Regions from separate parts of the Gasterosteus aculeatus genome. Here region 1 is linked to region 2. Evidence: chromatin contacts called from public Hi-C data. All regions are on one chromosome and are shown on one strand. Each heading gives the region's core, a stretch centred on a gene start, on an enhancer-like site or on the middle of the called end of the contact. The rest is flanking DNA. Distances are from core to core; before and after follow the strand shown. Region 1 overlaps mxi1 (max interactor 1, dimerization protein). Region 2 overlaps add3a (adducin 3 (gamma) a).

Evidence for each region. Hi-C and Micro-C count contacts between places; a contact is called where the count stands out from the background.
Region 1: a Hi-C map of whole body shows a contact between it and region 2, with 2.4 times the contacts expected there. The contact joins two enhancer-like sites. A contact is called at or near these places in 3 of 6 Hi-C or Micro-C datasets (skeletal muscle, tail fin and whole body).

The regions. Positions count from the first base shown.
Region 1 is chr9:9,368,709-9,372,638 of fGasAcu3.hap1.1, reverse strand. mxi1 (max interactor 1, dimerization protein) reads right to left here. Exons shown (of 6, transcript XM_078080479.1): 6 at 3,256-3,930. Among protein-coding and RNA genes, the nearest start is that of dusp5, 30 kb to the left of the region's middle. Within about 2 kb of position 2,163, at least 1 of the 9 cell types and tissues checked has open chromatin away from gene starts, as enhancers often do.
Region 2 is chr9:9,316,954-9,321,376 of fGasAcu3.hap1.1, reverse strand. add3a (adducin 3 (gamma) a) reads right to left here. Exons shown (of 18, transcript XM_078080470.1): 16 at 4,347-4,423; 17 at 1,695-1,787; 18 at 1-606. The coding sequence ends at 356. Among protein-coding and RNA genes, the nearest start is that of mxi1, 21 kb to the left of the region's middle. Within about 2 kb of position 2,851, at least 1 of the 9 cell types and tissues checked has open chromatin away from gene starts, as enhancers often do.

The sequences.
Region 1 (3,930 bases), core at 914-3,413, 52 kb before region 2:
ATGTGGTTTATTCGAATAATTAACCGTGTGTGTCGTTGGCATATCATTCTGTAGATACAGAGTACACTTAGTTGATCTGATTTATTGTAAAAGTCAAAGTTCATACATTTGAGTGGCAGGAAGATCGGCAGGAAACACTGGCGGTTCTTTACCTCTAGGTGGCAGCATCTCTCTCAACATGACTAAAAATGACTTTACCATTAAGGTCCTGATAACTACGGAGATCATCAGCAGGACAGAGAGGACACTGACTGACAAAAGAAACCAAAAGGACACCTTATGGACACTGATTCTGATTTAAACCGTTAAGCTTAAATTAATTAAATTCATTATTTTTGTATCTCCAAACCCAACACACATACACACAAACAAACGTAATTATTGTTGTGAAAATCATTTAGCTTTTAGCGTAGCCCTTGCCGATGTTTTATTTGGGATTAAACATGAGTCCACTGTGTGATTCATTACTCATGCTCATGTTTTTCCACCATTTAAAAAACGTACTGTATAAAAATACAGCGGGACGCTTGTTCGACTGCTTTCTCTACTGAGAAAAGAACTCATCCTCCCAATTTGTTTTTGCCGTCTGTGAGTAACCCGCCGACGTGGACACGTGACCTGAACTGGGCCGTGGCATTGAGCGCTTCATGGCACCGAGGGATCAGCATCTTCATCTTCATCGTCCCTGCGTTACTCCTCGCGGTTTTGTATAACTTGGGGGGGTCGAGACACTCAACTGTTTTTTGTGTGTTTTATTGTTCACAGGCTGTGATCACTTGAGGAGTATTACATGTGGTGGATGCTCATGTGGTTTGTTACAGACGGAATAAAGTCTCCCCACGAGATGCCTTTGATCACTCAGACATCTTGTGATCTACAGATTGGTGGCGCGTGCAGACGGCTGCAGGTGTAGACGGTGTATCGACACTATTTGGACTATTTGGACTCATGTGACACGGTGCTTTCTAATAAGAAGTGATGTTTCACAAAGTGTTTTATGTTTTTCTAATCTTTTGAAATGGTCCGAGATATTTGACCAAATTTAACTCAATGTAAACTCACTTTATTTCATGTGCTTTCAACAACATCTCCCTGTTTTCATCTGCCAAACTGTTTTTGTCTTGAATGATAAAATTGATATGATAAAATGATAAAATACGCTGTGACTGTTCTAGCTGCTGATGACCTTTCGTGTGAAGAATATAGATAATTAAAAGGAAGCACGTCGTCCAGTTAAACTGCAGGAATAGTTTGCCTACCTAACACGTGATTGCGGTTCACTATCTGCTGGAGATTCCTCCTCACAGGTTGCATTCGCCCATAAGCTGCGAGCGGTTCAAACTAAGTCATTCCTTTTCCTCGTGTTGTGAATGTACAGGCCTCGGGCGTTAGAAGTCAAAGCAGAAATGTGGGTGAGTTCTTGACGTTTTGCCGCGTGAGGCCCCTGCTTGGACACATCGCATGGCAGGAGGAGGACGCGCGAGTCATTCAGGTTTGGAAAATCTTGGGTGTTTTATTTTTTTATTTGAAGTATTGCATCCTCAACGTATACGGCTAGAATCATCATCATCATCAGACTGCATGTTTCACAAAGGATGGCCACAGGTTCAGAACAACAGGGCGACTCCCTGCTGGGGCCGCTCGTCCGCTTCGCCTCCCCGACCCCGTCTGCCGGAGGGCCGGCGGCGGGGCCCGACTGCGAAAAGCGGAACTCGGCGCTCCAGGAGAGTTAACCCTGAACACGGGTCAACATGTCTACACCTTAAACACGGGGAGTACGGACGTAGCTTCGTGGTCACTTATGAGGATATGCTATTGTGTGGTATCTTCTGCACCAACACGGGCTGATCCAGGACCAGTCGGCACTCAGCTGACGGTGGAGCTCAGTCAGCTTTTAGTGCAAAAATCATAGCTGCTGATTTTTTTTTTTTGGAGCATTCACTCTCAGGGGATTCAAACCCGACACTGGACGCGTTTGTCTGTTTGTGACAAACAGCGGCCAGACGTCTGATGTTTACTGAGCAGCAGGTGAACCGAGATCAGTGCAGACTAGTGACGGGCCAGGTGCCCCTCTGAAAGCTCAGCCTGGGTAAGAACATTGAGCGCACACACTCACTCACTCACTCACTCACACACTCGCACGCACACGCGGCACCTGGCTGCAGCAAAAGCATATCGTATAGTTGGATTTCTCTCGTCCGGGGGTAAAGATCAGATTGGTTTTGCACATGAGGCAATGGAGGGAGGGCCAGAGGACTTTCACACACCAACACCACCACAATTGTCCCAATGCAGTACAAAATGTATTGTGGAGTGTGAGCAGGTTGAACACCTGTTTGTGGCCAAACCCGGGACCCTTTCCCCCCCCTGTCAGCTGTGCAGGTTCATAAAACCAACATATGAAGATGAAAACAAAAAACAAAAGAGTTGAAGGTTTAGAACTCAAACAGGGGAAGAATACATGTAAACTCTCCCTCGGAGAGCGAGAGATGAAGAGAGAGGACACTGAGGTGTTCTGAGGTGGTTTTGGCATATTTCTTCTCTTTTTGTTTGTTTCCTCATATGATCGAGCACCAGAAACGATGACTTCTGATTCAGCGCTTAGTCCAACGACCTCAACACAGCCCCCGCGAGGAGCGCGCACGTCAAACTCTACACTTCCCGATTGGCCTTCGGAGAAAAACCAGGTGATTTGTTCGGTTTCGTTTATTGTTTCTTTGAGTCCTCAGTTGGAGGCATTGGATTGTAAATGTAAGACACATTTTGTCAACTAAAACACGAGTCTAATAGAGACTACAATCCTCCTGAGAGAGGAAAGTGGAGTTTTAGACCCCTTTAATTGTGTAGTAGCTGGCGCAGTATTTGCCAGTAAAGTCTTGGCTATCATTAAGCCTTGTACAGAGGTGACCCCCCCCCCCCCACACACACAACCCCCCAGCCTTTTCACTACTGACCCAAACGCAACCTGGCGTACCAGAAGGCTGGGTATGGAAGCCATGTTGTCTGTGTGGTTGTTTTGGGTCAGCGTTTATGGTACAGGCATAGTATAGAGTGTTGTTAGGGGGAGTGGGGGGGGGGCAGCTCTGGACAAGGCGACTCTAGACAGGCGGGGCTCAGCACTAGGAGCAGCTTAGGGGCCAATTACATTTCAAGTGTCCACTGAATAAAATATCCGAAAAACAAGAAAACAAAATGGCTACATTTCATGTCCCCTCCCACCCGCCCCCCAAAAACACAATCGACAAAAAGCCATCAAATATACAATTTTTAAAATAAGGAATGAGGAATATATAAGCATCAAACAGAGGAGTAAAGTAAGACAGAACCAAAATAAGTTAACTTTTTTTTTTATCCCCACAGCTTGTCTTCTTTGAGAAATAAATATTTAAAAAGGGTGTTATATATTTTTTTTCTTTCACATACAAAAGGATTCACGCGTGATCCATGAGAGAAAGGAAGGTGAAAATAAAATGAAAACAAATACAGAGAGCTGTGGCTGAAGTGCAATTCTTAATGCCAGTGGAGTTGGGGGTCGACATCGTACAACCCGTTTTCTTACTTTTCTCTTCAGATCACCTGACCACCAGTGGAATGCCGAATACAAAGACCCCCCCCCGGTCATGAATATTATAAACAGGAGAGAAAGTAAGTCAAATAAATATATAAGAGTGCCACACAAACTCATCAGAAGTCATACTGGGTCGATTATCCACAACGGGGAGTTGCTCTATTGTTTTTTTTTTTTTAAATCACATTAAAGAGTAACTTTTCTATTTCTTCTCAGGGTAGCGACAGGATGAGTAACTTATAAAAGTTTCCACCTGCAACTTGAGCGAGTCCAATAGTGTTTAATACCCATCCGCAGCCAGTCTAAAGAGGATAAAGTCTTTCCAAAAATGGAATTTAAAATACACGATAAACACAGGTCAA
Region 2 (4,423 bases), core at 1,602-4,101:
GAGCCCTGTTAAGAGTACCGCACAGGTGATCACGTGTGCACACACGCAACACCCACCCCAGACCCCCCAGATGTGCTGCAGCTGTAATTTGTGCACCCACATGCCGAACCCCAAACTTCATTCTCGTCTTCTTCTTTTTTGTTGCTACGCTTGATAACCGTTTTTTTTCTCTCCATCTGAGTCGTTCTTCTTCCTTTTGCACATAAAACCTTTTGTTAAGAGATTTGAATAAAATGATAACACATAAAAGGGCGTCGCAGACGGAGACAAAATAAAAACACAGACATGAAACACAAAGACGGGGCTTCCGGCCCTCGTCCCTCTTCCTCGGCGCAGACGGCCTTCCTGTCTGCTCTCAGGCCTCCGTCTTCTCTTTCTTCTTGTTCTTCTTCAGGAAGGACGGCGTGCGGAACTTCTTCTTCTTCTTGGTGCCGGGCGACTTGGAGGGCGAGCTCTCGGGGGACAGCGCCTCCTCGATCTTCTCGCCGGAGCGCACCGTGATCTCCACGCTCTCCGCGCTGGTGGTCAGCCGGCTGACGCGACTGGACAGCTCCTCGTCCGCGGCGCCGTGGCCGTCTTTGCCGTTCATCAGGGCCGCGTGGTTGGCTGAGGGAGGAGATGTGAGATGGAGGGTTGGGTCGAGATCACGAGAGGAACACTATACATTTTCATAGGACTATTTAATGCTTCACTGTGCAAATCTGGCCAAATACTGATACTATTAGATCTGTGCGTTGAATGCTTCACGAAAAGAGACGTGGCGTCCTGGTGCTCTACATACATTTCATAACATAAATGCAAAAATGTTCACAGAACAGAGCAGAACAGGGCGTCACATCTCTTTCTCCGTTATTTTTGCCCCCGAATGAAAACACGCGACACTCGACCTGGTTTGAGCGCGACTGCGGGCTCACCTAATAGCGTTTCTTTTTTTTAGGAAATACGTTTCCCCACAGCCGATGTGCTGAGGCGAGTTAACTGTTTCTCATTGCGTGATTTTGCATTTTTGGTGCAAGTCGGCCACAGACAGGAAGTCGATCCCACAGAGTCACTATTTACAACCTGTGAGGAGGCCGCACTGATCTCGGTCTCTGGTTCGATGCACCAACCGGCCTCCAGTGTCACACACAGACATCTCTTGGTTCATCGATTAGAGACGATCGACCAAAGAGGCAAACTACTCAATTCCCCATAAATCACGTGACACCGTCGAGCTAGTTGTTTGACACACAAGGCAACGGAGAGGCAGGCGATCTCGTCCTGGTGTGAACTCCATTCGAGACTATTAACAACAAGTAAATATGTACATTCTGAAAATAATTATTTGATTGACAGCAAAAGGTTTTTGGGGCGGGACAGCCGCCTCTGAAAACCAAAAGCGATCAGCAGTAATGTAACATTAGTAAGAAGTAAGAAGAACGTTTGCTTCATCACTTCTCATGGGTACGGAAAAGTGTTCATCCCAACATAATAATGGACATTATTGCAGTTTCCTTATTGCGGACCTACGAGTTTTCACAGGAAAAATCATTAGTGCTGTACGAAGGCATAGGACGGATCAGTAGTTTAGGCAGCGCATGCAAAATTAACAATCAATTTGCCCTCTCATGCGCGCACTCTGAAACAGTGAAAGACACGGAGCAAAGCAGTTAAGATCATTCTGACAACGTCCCCCCTCTCTGGGTGAGCGATACCTTCTTTAGCCGGAGTGCTCTGCAGCGACTGGGTGAGAGACACAGACTGGGAGAGAGTGGAGCCGTCGTCGGAGGTTAGCTCGTGTTCTCCATCTGTGGAGGGGTGGGGGGGGGGTGGATGAGAGGATTGCAGGCCGGTGTAGAGGATTGAAGCAGTGGGACGACAGCAGGGGTGAGTGGGATGAGAGGATGGGGAGGGGGGGATTTGGGATGAAGGGTCATGGGGGGGGGGGGAGTGGGTAGGTTTGAGAGATTAGTGATAACACACATGTTAGAATCAGGCCATGCACAGCTGCTTTTCCACAAAAATTCCCCAAATCCTTGTTGGTTGTCTGTTATCCATTTTTTTCTGGTGTCTGTGCTCTGTGACGTTTCTTTGCTGCCTTAATGTCGCACTGACAAACAGACATTCCACTGCATCACTCGTTATTCATTATTATGTTGTCCAAACTTGAGGGAAATACAAATACTTACCACTCTACTCGGAGTAAAAGGCTTTGGGGGGTTTTATGTTGTGGAGCCCTTTATATGCATTTATTGGCTCTTTATGCAACGAAACGAAATGATCGCTACTTGTTTTTACATATTTTAATTTTAACAACGTTTGTACACACAAGAGAATGTGAGTGTCCCCCCCCATTAGTAACTTCACTAGTGTTGAGCACTGATTGGAGTGAATAAATGCCTTTTCCATTATCCCTTTGACACGTTCACTTGCACATTCTGGCTGCTGAGGAGTCTCACTCGTTCTCAACAGCCGAGTCGGTGCAGTGCGAACATGTTCCCTGTCAAATGTTACACGCGCAAAGAGGAGATCTGGAGAGGGAACCAAGTTCAAGGTCCGGGCGTCGTTTTTAAATAGAGAAAGAGCTGCATGGGTCTCATTGCGTGGAAAATGACGGCCTCCAATGAAAGCTTTTCAAACTATATGCACATTTTATTCTCTAAAACAGTCAGTTTTGACCTTTAATGTTAAAAAAGATCACACTTTACAAAGCTTATACCCAGAGGGGGCTGGACTACTAATTAGAGGGTAAATCTGTGTGTGTGTGTGTGTGTGTGTGTGTGTGTGTTGCCCAGGCATATATGGGGCCATGACAGACGGTCTCCAGCTTGCATCCAGATTGGCCATCGGGGGATTTGAGGGCCTGTGGAGGCAACAGTGTCATAGCAACGGGCTCCGCTCATGTGGCTGGTGTGAAGACCTGCTGTCTGTTCGGTCTGCCGTCTTTTATAGTCATACCGGCCTCTCGTGCGGTACATGTGCACATGCACACGTGTGCACCTCACGCGGACGGCCGACGCCGTTGGACGCATGTGCACACACCTTCGTCCGTTCCAACATGGCAGGACTCCGTGTGTAATTAGGACTAGGGGTCAACCCTCCCCCCTCGCTATATGTTCACTATTGATTCCGCCCCCTCCCCCGCCTGTCTGAAAAACCGTGGGACAGAGGGATAATATGATTAGCATTGACAATACTGTGTGTCTGTGTGTCTGTTAACACAGATGAAGCTGCAGGGCGAGGCCCTCGTGATAGAAGGTGTACGTGTGCGCGTGGCTGTGTGATACCCGAGGCGGTCAGTTAGAATACTAGAGCGCGTCCGCCTTATTATTAACAACCAAACTGCTGAGAGAGCGGAGAACAAACCCATCACACGCAGTGATCAATCCGCGTGCAAAGGAGGAGGGGAGAACAGAGTTTCCAGCTTTTAGAAGGACGGATTTGTTTTTGAGTTCCGTATGAAATCTGCTCTTGCGGTTTTTGCAGATTCGGAGCGCTTGAAAATGTCACATGGTGCTCGTTAACAAGTTTAACAGGATTCAGCAGAACGCGCTAACATCTGGCTTTTAGGGTCCCGTCCTCGCTGCAGTTGGAAGTCTGTTATGCAAGTGAGAGGGCGGATGGAGCGCACTCCATGTGGCCTGACACTCGTTAAGAGGGAGGAATCTGCTCGCTTGGAGACTTCAGGTCAAATCAAATTGATTTTATGGCATTAGTATAAGGAATATCTTAATGGTCTATTGGGCAACAGTACGTGTCTGCACAGATGGGTTTTGCATTTATAGCTCAGAATGCAATAAAAAACAAAGAGAAATGAACTGATATCTGTGATTGATCAACATGGATGTCAGCAGGCTCTCATTCCAACTGAGAGCACACATCCTTTAAAGAAAAGAAAAAGACCTGCAAGTCGTTCAAGTCTAGGGTGAAATCTGTCCGGCTCAACCTAATCTCTTCCTGGGACCTTTGAAATGGCTTGAAGTGGCTTTGTGGATTGATTATTGATTAATTAGTAATCTTGAAACATGTCAAATAGAGTTGTTAAATGAGCCATCAGAGAGTTGCATGATTGTTTGCTGCCCACACACAAAGAACATTGAATGCAAGTCACTGAGTGTGTGTGTGTGTGTGTGTGTGCTCGTTCATCTGTGCCAGAGTGAGCAGTCCATATGTCTCGCAGTGGGACTGGGCCCTTGTGGTTTTTGCAAGTTGAGCGTGAAAGTATTCCAAAAAAACAAATCCACACACCTACGAACCAACGCAAACACACCAGTCCACTAACTCATGAGTTTGCATGTTCTCTCAAGTGTGTGTGTGTGTGTGTGTGTGTGTTAATGCATGTTTGTGTACACCTGTGTGTATCGTACCACCGGGGCTTAGATGTCTCCTCTCCACGTTTGTGTAGTACTCCTGCATCTCCCTCTCTGCCTGCTCACTGAAGGGG